Regions from separate parts of the Mus musculus genome. Here region 1 is linked to region 2. The links are chromatin contacts, called in public HiChIP or PLAC-seq maps. All regions are on one chromosome and are shown on one strand. The core of a region is the stretch at or near the end of the contact, and the rest is flanking DNA. Distances in the headings are between cores, read along the strand shown. Region 1 holds the start of Ifng (interferon gamma). Region 2 has its middle 53 kb from the start of Ifng.

The links. HiChIP or PLAC-seq counts read pairs in DNA pulled down with a chosen protein or histone mark.
Region 1: a contact with region 2 is called in a BATF HiChIP or PLAC-seq map of CD8 T cells, with 15 read pairs. The contact joins the promoter of Ifng here to the enhancer-like site in region 2. A contact is called at or near these places in 1 of 15 datasets of contacts at CTCF or cohesin (CD8 T cells), 2 of 484 Hi-C or Micro-C datasets (CD4 T cells and Th1 cells), 2 of 115 datasets of contacts at active chromatin or transcription factors (CD8 T cells and effector CD8 T cells) and 1 of 9 other capture datasets (adipose tissue).

What each region holds. Positions count from the first base shown.
Region 1 is chr10:118,439,623-118,444,558 of GRCm38.p6, forward strand. Ifng (interferon gamma) reads left to right here and starts at 1,424. Exons shown (of 4, transcript NM_008337.4): 1 at 1,424-1,643; 2 at 2,838-2,903; 3 at 2,991-3,173. The coding sequence starts at 1,533.
Region 2 is chr10:118,385,642-118,391,116 of GRCm38.p6, forward strand. No RefSeq gene overlaps it. Among named protein-coding and RNA genes, the nearest start is that of Ifng, 53 kb to the right of the region's middle. Within about 2 kb of position 1,305, at least 3 of the 459 cell types and tissues checked have an H3K27ac peak or open chromatin away from gene starts, as enhancers often do. A contact at or near this core is called in CD8 T cells, where this site is marked.

The DNA of each region.
Region 1 (4,936 bases), core at 174-2,673, 54 kb after region 2:
TGAGATGCTCAGATGAGGGAAAGGGGGCACATGGCCAAAGGAACTGCACGAACAAGCTGCATAGCGTTGTTAAACATCTGACATTGCCAAATAACCATCAAGTTTTAATTGAGCCACTAGGAATGCCGGGAAGAATTCTCTCAACTTTCCATGGAGCATTTGGTTGAGCCTTTGGCTGAAGTCCGGAAGAAAATGCTAGTGTTAAGCTCACTGTATAAATGTGGAAACTGAGTCACAGATCATAAAGATGCTGACTCAAGACCCCGAGGCTAGAATATGAATGGTTCAAGTCTGCACCCATAGCCACTGTGTAATGTTAATGAATACAGGAAAGGCAGGGATGAATACACGTGGGCTGGCACTGAAGAGCAGAGGGCCTCCTGCCCCATCCTCAAGGATCGAATTTCATAGATAAGTTACCAAAGACAGAGAAGGAAACTTTTAGTGTTTGAACTTGATGGGGGAAACAATTTTCAGTTATTAATCCTTATTTGGGACAAGTGTGTGTCTAGTGCTGGACTAGTCATTGGGATAGCCTTAGCCACATGTGGGTATGAGAGTTAGAAACATGGCTAATCCTGAAGTGATTTCTGCTGTGTATATAGGATAGCCACTAGGCTTTAAATATTTAGTGGCAGAGGAATTGAAACTCTTATTCATCATAAATCTTGATACACATTGATACCTTGGGTGTGTTGAGTGAAATACAATATCTAATGAAGTATTCTTGCATTTTTACTTTTATTTCATTTTGCATTTTTTCCCTTTTATTAATGGAGGAACTAGATGATTTTATTTTACCTATGTGGTCTGCCTTTTCTTCTTTCTGGGCACGTTGACCCTGAGTGATTTGTAGTAGGTATTTTACTAATCACCTCCATTGAAGGGCTTCCTCACCACATTGGCTTTTTAACCATACCCTTTCCTTGCTTTTCTGGTCATTTGCAAGAAAAGTTTGAAAAGGCTTCCCCCATTGCATGGTTTGAGAAGCCCAAGAGTTTCCTCATGGTTTGAGAAGCCCAAGAGTTTCCTTTTATTCAGCCGTCCCCAACCACAAACAAAGGCTCCCTGTGCTGTGCTCTGTGGATGAGAAATTCACATTACAAGGGCAAAAAGGGGGAGACGTAAAAGCAATTTCCAGCCCCCACCCCAAATGGTGTGAAGTAAAAGTGCTTTCAGAGAATCCCACAAGAATGGCACAGGTGGGCACAGCGGGGCTGTCTCATCGTCAGAGAGCCCAAGGAGTCGAAAGGAAACTCTAACATGCCACAAAACCATAGCTGTAATGCAAAGTAACTTAGCTCCCCCCACCTATCTGTCACCATCTTAAAAAAAAAAAAAAACCAAAAAAAAACTTGTGAAAATACGTAATCCCGAGGAGCCTTCGATCAGGTATAAAACTGGAAGCCAGAGAGGTGCAGGCTATAGCTGCCATCGGCTGACCTAGAGAAGACACATCAGCTGATCCTTTGGACCCTCTGACTTGAGACAGAAGTTCTGGGCTTCTCCTCCTGCGGCCTAGCTCTGAGACAATGAACGCTACACACTGCATCTTGGCTTTGCAGCTCTTCCTCATGGCTGTTTCTGGCTGTTACTGCCACGGCACAGTCATTGAAAGCCTAGAAAGTCTGAATAACTATTTTGTAAGTATGAATTCTTAATAATGCTTGTGGTTGGTTGACCGTGGTTGATGTTGACTTGCTACGGTGAGCGCCAGGCTGCCGTCTCTGGTCCCCAGTCATTTTGAGAAGATGGGGTGCTACGTTGCTATTTGCTGGAGAGGTGTTTATTGACTTAATGATCTCAATATCGATTTAACCCTCTGTCCAACTTACTACGGAGTTAGAGGGCAATTACCAATCTTCCCAAAGATAGGCATAGTATAGGTCCAAGGTACAAAGATGCTGATGATTTTGTGATTTCTTATCATTTAGTTGTGATAAAAAATATCCTTACCTCAATGGTTCTTATTCCTTCAGACGTCTTGAAAGTGATAGTGAGAGATGGATATTACCACCAAAACTACGCAGGGAAACAGCTTATCACTTAAAGTAATGGGAGGCAAAGTTCTTAATGTTTCTGTTTAAGAAATGCCCCCCTCCCCCGAAGTTGTTTTACCCTGAGGAGTAATTTTGAAATTCTACTACAATCGAATCAAAGCCAGCCGCTTGGTGAGGTTTAATGAGACTCTATATTTCTCAGAGTTTTCAGGATTTTCTCTTTTGTGATTTTTTTTTTAAATTAATGGTTAACAGAAGCAAATTTTATATCCTTAGAATTTTATAATTTGTCCCAAATGTATATACTAGTATACATATAGCTATTAGCATAATGTTCAAGCATCTACGGTCAATCCTCTCCTCACAGTGTAAATCAAGCTGCCTCCCGTATGTGTTTGGAGCTATTTTTTAAAGTAGCAATGAAGCCCTATTACAGCACAGACTGATGTTTCAGAGGCCTGGACCATAAGGGGGCAGTGTGCACAGTGGGATGATTCTAATGATTTTCTCTCTCCCTTTCTTAATTTGAGAGTAAGTTTCTTTTTAGCTCACTATGGTTACTTGAGGGTACTTGAAACCTCGTCAGCTTTGTTGAGTTTATTTGTGGCCTTGCAGTTTCAAGACTGGGCCAGTACATCCTGCAGCTAAAAGAATGTAACAGTAACAGTGTTTGGCTACATGCAGTCTTTTAGGGGATACTTGTTGTTAGAAGTAAGTGGAAGGGCCCAGAAGGAAACCTGTGACCATTATCAGCACTGAATTCAACAAAACTTGATAGATATTTTCAGGGCAATTGGTGAAATAATTACAAATCAATTTTTTTTCTCTTTTCCTCAGAACTCAAGTGGCATAGATGTGGAAGAAAAGAGTCTCTTCTTGGATATCTGGAGGAACTGGCAAAAGGTGAGTTGAATATTTCTCCTCTCCCAGTTTCCCTGTTGTTTCTAATGGGTCATTTCTTAAAATCCTCCCTTTGTGTTATTTCCCAAGGATGGTGACATGAAAATCCTGCAGAGCCAGATTATCTCTTTCTACCTCAGACTCTTTGAAGTCTTGAAAGACAATCAGGCCATCAGCAACAACATAAGCGTCATTGAATCACACCTGATTACTACCTTCTTCAGCAACAGCAAGGCGAAAAAGGATGCATTCATGAGTATTGCCAAGTTTGAGGTGAGACGGCATTGCAAGTTGCTGTATTGTTGGCTTTTTATTTTTCATTGTCTCTAATTATCAAGCGGTAGAAACTAACTACTCATCAGCTGATAAAGCTAGGAGGTGAAGCAGGATCTCATGTTTCCCCACTGCAGACAGATTGGGAGGACTTTTTTTTGTGTGTGTGTCAATTTTGGAAAAACACAGACAATCAAACTATTGCCCACATGCTGGGTAAATGCACTGAGGAGGAGGCAGAATAGGGGAGCATTGAGCAGAGCTCTTGTGGTCCCCCCTGGGTGTGTGATGGAAACTCTTGCTTAGGCTGGGAGGTTGTGTGTTAGTGGAAAGAGCAGTGGGTAGGAGGGAGTGAGAAGACTTGTATCCTCCTCCTCCTCCTCCTCCTAGTTAGGCCACAAGGAGGAACGCTGACTACAGATGACTCACACGACTGGCTGGGGTGCAACTGGGATCGCTACATAAGTTTTATCTCTTTTGTCAAAAACAAAACAAAATGAAACCTCCACAGTGTCAAGGGTAGAAGACGAGGATGAGGGAAGGAAAGGAATCAGGCTCTGAGGAGACTTCTGGGCGTCCTACCCCTCGGCTCTGGTTAGCCTCTAGTGCTATGCAGTCCAGTTTGTTTTCAGGCGAAGCAATGGTAGACATCCTTTAAAAGGATTGCTTTATACATCTTATGAAAGGCTTGGTCAATTAACTTTCAGATATGGCGGTATTCCAGCCATTCATGCTTTATATCATGAAACTACCTTAAAAGTACCTTTAAAGTATGGCCGTGAGAATCCAAAAGGTAACTTAAAAGCATAAAGACTATTCTCATTCTTCTAAATTTTACATAGAAGGCCAAAGGCATTCCAAACATCCTTGGGCTTTGATGATGAATGACGTCAAATGAAAGGGACAGGTGTCTTGTTACATTTTGTGGCCTAATTACTCATGCTCACCTTTCAGGCTACCTGCCTCTGCCTCTAACTAGCCTCCCGCTCTCGCTCAGGAGCAGGGAGATGGTAGCCCGTCTTAGTCCATGGACTAGAGATGGATGAAATAATCGTTTCTCACTGACTTTGCTTCTGCCTTTCCATCCTGCTCTGGCTAAGTCTCTTGGAGTCTTGACAATGTCCTGAAACACAGGAAATACATTTGTGTTCACAACACACAGTTGGGAGAAACCTGTAACTCCCCAGGCCTTGGTTTCATCTTTTTGGAAACCCTGGGTCTTGTGCTTCCTGTGGGTGACCTTGTGACAAGCTCTTAACTCTTATCCTATATTGATGCATTGTCAACATGTTTTAGGAACACACACACACACACACACACACACACACACACACACACACATACACTTTCCTTAGTAACTAGTCCTATAAACTTCTGTGTCTTTCTTGGAAATGTAGCAAGGGAGTCAGAGTATTTTCAGTATTAGAAACAAACAAACAAACAGACAGACAGACAGACAGACCACACAGCAGTAAATGGTCTTCATTTTACTAAGCACAAAATTGCCCAAGTGGTCCTTCTGGTTAGAATGAAAAAATCTAAGTAGTTAAATTAATGATGGAGAAAGCAGAGAAGAGGAAATATTGTTGCACCTTCAAATTGTAACTACTCTCTGTGTCAACAAATTGATTATTACTAATCTGGTCATGATTTGTGTTTATTTTTAATCCCATCCCAGAAATGATGACACCTATCTGATTTGGGAGAAAATTGAAAATATATATTTTTTCATTTATTTTGGACTTGGGTTGTTCCTACAGTAC
Region 2 (5,475 bases), core at 55-2,554:
AAGGGTCAGATGACCTCTAATGATGCCTAGTGTGTGAACTTAACATATTTTGACATTAAATAAAAAGATTTTTTTCTCCTGAATCACAATTTGGTTTTCATTTCCAGGCCAATGCATTCCTAATGAAACATTCCAAGTAGTAAATGAACTAATATGTCCTGTCTGATCTGGTTGTTACCCATTTAACTAAGGAAATTATAGTGTGCTGTTGTAGAGTAGCTTCCAGGGTGTGGTGATGCTAAACCTTGATGATTTTCTCTGAGTGCTGTGTGATAAGGAGAAGATGGAGGCAACCCAAACAAAAGTGCTATGGTTTCCAAGGCATCTACAAGCCTCATTCACACAGGTCTCCCTTCAGCTAACTGAGGATTTCAATCTGGCTATATTGGGCATTTGAGACTCTGCTTCCCTGTTATAGGCACATGTCAGAACACATGGGCAGATATGCTCTCATGTTCTGTCCATCCATCCATCCATCCAGTTCACTTCTCAAGGCATTCCCTAAGTACTTGCTGTTTATAGGCAACATTGTGGTACCCTGGGCAAAATTTCTCTCTGTTTATTTAGGAACAACCTTTCCTTAATTAGTCTCACAATCCAAAATTACTTACTTCCATCTTCTTTATCAAAGCACAGTGGTCCCACATATTACATCTATGGGGAGTTCATATGGGGTACCCATCTCCTTACTAGACAATCATGATGGGGGAAGAGATAGTGAGAGGAGCTGGCAACTGGAGAAGGGGCACAGACTCTCCTTGATCTACGTTGAGAGTACTCAGTGTTTTCTAAGAACTGTCTTCAACGTGGCTAAGATAGGTCTGTCAGTGGCCTGTCTCGGTGACACATCCTTCTTTAGAAGCCTTTTTTTCCTTAAGGTCTGTGGATATCAGTGATGTTGAGTAATATACGTTTGCCACCAGCAAGGAAGTACTTAGTATGTGGACGTTAGATGATTAATGGTAAAGTTCCTCCTGCCTCCCTACAACTTTTGGGGTGTTTCAAAAATAGACTACCTAAATAGAGGTGTTCTTACTGATGCAGCACACTCGAAGCTTTCCACAGAGGGGGAATCTCACAAGCTTCTGGGGAGAGCCTGACTGGCATATTGGCAAACACTGCATTTTAATGAATTTCCTCTGCCTCATTCTGGTCCGGCTTAGAAATACATTAAAATTAGAACCAGCCCATTTTAACCTGCCCACAGATGCCAGTTTAGAAAAAGTCAAGCCACGACCTTCAGGTTTGAAACTGGTTTCAGGCTTCCTGTCATTGTTTCCAGAGATGGTGAACAGACCCCACTCACCCTATCAGTCATCCCATGGCTCTGACGACCGTGGCCCTTGACGGAGGACATCAGCTAGGTCCTACGGCCCTTGTCCTTGTATATCCCTGGTCCAGTAGCCACGGTGATACAGCTTTGGTGTGAATATACACAGCAGGGGAAGCTGAAGGAAGTGCTTCCCATCATCGCAGGAAGCTTCTAGATTATGCAGATGTGCAACCCACTGTGAGGAGCAAAAAGTGCAAGCCGGGTTGGGTGAAGCAAGGAGAGCATCGGGAGAACCCAGAAGCAGATGCAGATGGGGTTGGCAATGGCAGAACCCTGCAAGAATCCACAAGACTGCCTGCCCTCCTCTGTGCCTGTGAGATCCAGACTCGCACGAAAGCCAGTGAATTCTGTGAATACTCATGGAATGTTTGCAGTCTACTACTAGTGCTATCCTGGCAATGGCCATCATAATAATTAAAACCCAAAGTTTCTTTGTAACAGTTTCATAGTGGGAGTGGAAGGGATATGAAGGCAACCAGGAAGACAGTGCAACACAGAAAAATCAAGGAGATCCAGATGGCACACATTTTGTGAAGAGGTAAAGTCTGAGGTAACATACCATCAAGATTTAGTACGAGGTCAGTATGTCTCCTTCCACCCCTAGGGTTCTATGACGCTTGTGTAACATGTTTGCAGAATAGTGTTCATCATGTTACACATGTTCAACTGAGGAGTGAAAAGTTTAGGAACTTGAAGAATGTCTTAGTTAGGGTTTACTGCTGTGAGCAGACACCATGACCAAGGCAACTCTTATAAGGACAACATTTAATTGGGGCTGGCTTACAGGTTCAGAGGTTCAGTCCATTACCATCAAGGTGGAAACATGGCAGCATCTAGGCAGGCTTGGTGCAGGCAGAACTGAGAGTTCTACATCTTCATCTGAAGGCTGTTAGTGGAAGACTGATTTCCAAGTAGCCAGGATGAGGGTCTTAAGCCCACACCCACAGTGGCACACCTACTTTAACAAGGCCATAGTTTCTAATAGTGCCACTCCCTGGGCCAAGCATATACAAACCATCACAAACAGGAACCTCAGTGGCAAGCCTCACCAACAGAATACAAGAAATGAAGGAGATAAGTCTCCCTCACCACTATGTTAGTGCTCAGCATAGAGCTTGTTACATAGGAGGTACCCAGACATCCATTTAAAACATCCAGTGGAATAACTGGGTGGCCATAAGGCTGGAAAAGAAGACATAAAACTGGGAGATGATTTAGGAACTAAAATGGTTCAGGTCTGGTTGATGGCCAACTTGGTGATATGGGGTTGGTGCAGAGGAACTGAAGTCTGCAAGCATTCATAGTGATGCATTGTAGTGAGATCTTGCATCTCATCTTGGCTGAACAAGTGCTTTGGAATTACGTTTATATCCTCATGATTGTGATGCTCTCAACCTTGGTCACAGATGTCTCTTACTGCAAGGCTTTACTTTTTACAAGACAGGTCAAGGCCTCTCCTTCCTCACCAGGCATGCTAAGCAATACACCTGTTCTGTGGACGCTGGACCAAGGTGTCTCTGTATGCTAAGGTTTAGAGCTGGAACGTACATGTTGCAAGAGAATGGGCTTCAGATGGGTATAACTTCCTAATAGGCAGCTACCGTTTAAGGGCAGAGAAGAGCCTTCCAGGAAGTAATGGTTTCTAATAATTGTAATGGTGGCTGAGGGTTGTCTCCTAAAGAAGATTCTGGTGTGAGATGCAAACCCGAACACCATGACTTTTCACAGTATGAGACTCTCTGCATCCATGGATTTCAATGTGACTTTCATAACATAGTAAGTTAGAGATTTTATCTGAGACTCTGGCTAGGGAAGCTGGGAGGCCAACTGCAGATCTTTAACTCCCCCTTGGTTCTTATAAAATCTCCTAGTCTCATCCCCCAGCTCTGCTGCAGACCAACTGCTGAATGGCCCCCATCTCTGTGGATCACAAAGCTCTTCCCCTCTTAGTTTCTCCCCCTCCTTTCATTGCTCTATCTTAGCCCCCAACTCCAACTAGCACCACCTAAAAGCCCACTGGCTATGCCTGACAGAAAGCCAGGTGGACTAACTGCAGATCATTCTCCTTCCATTCCCTCAAGTCCAGTCCCCCATTCTTATCCTCAAATCTGCTGTCCAGTCCTCTATTCCTAGCCCCATCTCTGATATCCCATCAGCCTTACCTCACTCTCTGCCCCCCATTCCCAGGGGGCTAAGCAGATCTTATAGGAGACAACCCACTTTTTTCCTTCCCTTGGATCCTCTCAGCACCCCTCTCCTAGCCCATCCCCATTTTACATGTTAGTTCCCAATAAATATGGAAACATTTTATCTGCAATGCCAGTGGCCACACCTATCAGGATCCAAGGAGAATCTCCCATGAGGCAACACATACTTTTAAGAACCTGAGAGGGCTACAGAAATCAAGGGCAGGGGGGAGGGGGAAGACAAGACCAGATATCAATACCTGGAATCACAATCTTTTCAAACCCAGATGCCTAGGTGCCAGCGTCGAAACACAATAACAGCTAGGATAAGAAGCTTCTACCAAAGCTTGGGACTCCTACTACAGCAGGCCTGGAGTAGTAGAACCTAGCTGAAGCACAAGAAAAAGGCCTTAAGATCTTCTTTATGCACATCATATTGGCTCTTATAGAAGAAAATAGATATTTTTTTAAGAATCTATGAAAACATAGTGGAAGAAAGTGAATAAAATAGATCAAGACCTGAAAGTGGAAATGGAATCAACGAAGAAAACTTAAACTGAGGAAAGTTTGAAAATGCAAGTTTAGGAACTTGAACAGGAACCTCAGCAGCAAGCCCCACCAACAGAATACAAGAAATGAAAGAGAGAATGTCAGGCATTGAAGATCTGATAGAACTGGATATCTTGGTCAAAGAAAAAATTAAGTCTAAAACTATCCTGTCACAGAACATTCTGGAAATATGGGGCTATGAAAAGACTAAACCTAAAGATAATAGGAATAGAGGATGTGGAAGGACCCCAAGTCAAAGGAACCAAAAACATTTACAACAAATCATAGAAAAAAATTGCTAACCTAAGGAAGGAGATGCTTATAAAGGTATAAGAAGCATACAGAGCACCAAATAGACTGGACCAGAAAAGAAAGTCCTCTTGGTACATCATCACCATCATCATCACCACCATCACCATCACCATCACCATCATCATCATCATCATCATCACCACCATCATCATCACCATCATCATCACCACCACCACCACCATCATCATCACCATCATCATCATCACCACCATCATCACCACCACCACCACCATCAGACTATTAAAAGCTGGAAGACAAAAAGACCAAGTAACATATAAAGGCAAATCTACTGTTTTCTCAATGGAAAGTCTAAAATCCATAAGGCTCTGTAAAGATGTTCTATGTACTCTTAAGAGACCACAAATGCCACCCCAGACTACTATACCTAGCAAAAATTTCAACCACAATATATGGAGAAAAGAAGACATTCCATAATAAAACCAAATGTATGCAGTATCTATCTACAAATACAGCCCTACTGAAGGTTCTAGAAGGAGAAATCCAACCTAAAGAGGTTAACCACATCCAAGAAAATACAAGGAATGAATAATCCCAGACCAAAATATCAAAGGAGAGGAAACACACACACACACACACACACACACCCCAAACCAAAAACATCATAAGGGCCAACAAACACTACTCATTAATGTCTCTCAATAAGAAGACACAGACTACCTGAATCAATGTGGAAACAGGATCCATCCTTCTGCTACATACAAGAAACATACCTCAACATCAAGAATAGCTATTACCTCAGGGTAAAGGGTTGGGAAAAGTATTCCAAGCAAATGACCCTAAGAAGCAAGTTGGTGTAGCCATTTTAATATTTAACAAAAGCAAAGTAGACTTCAAACCAAAACTAATCAAAAAAGATACTGAAGAACATTACATACTCATTCATTAAAGGAAAAAAATCTACCAAGATGACATTTAAATTCTTAACATCTATGCCTCAAACTCAAGGGCATCCAAGTTTGTAAAAGAAACACTACTACAGCATAAATCACATATTGAGAGCCCTCCATTGAGAGTAGGATACTTCAATACCCAACTGTCACCAATACATAGTTCATCCAGACAAAAACTGAACAG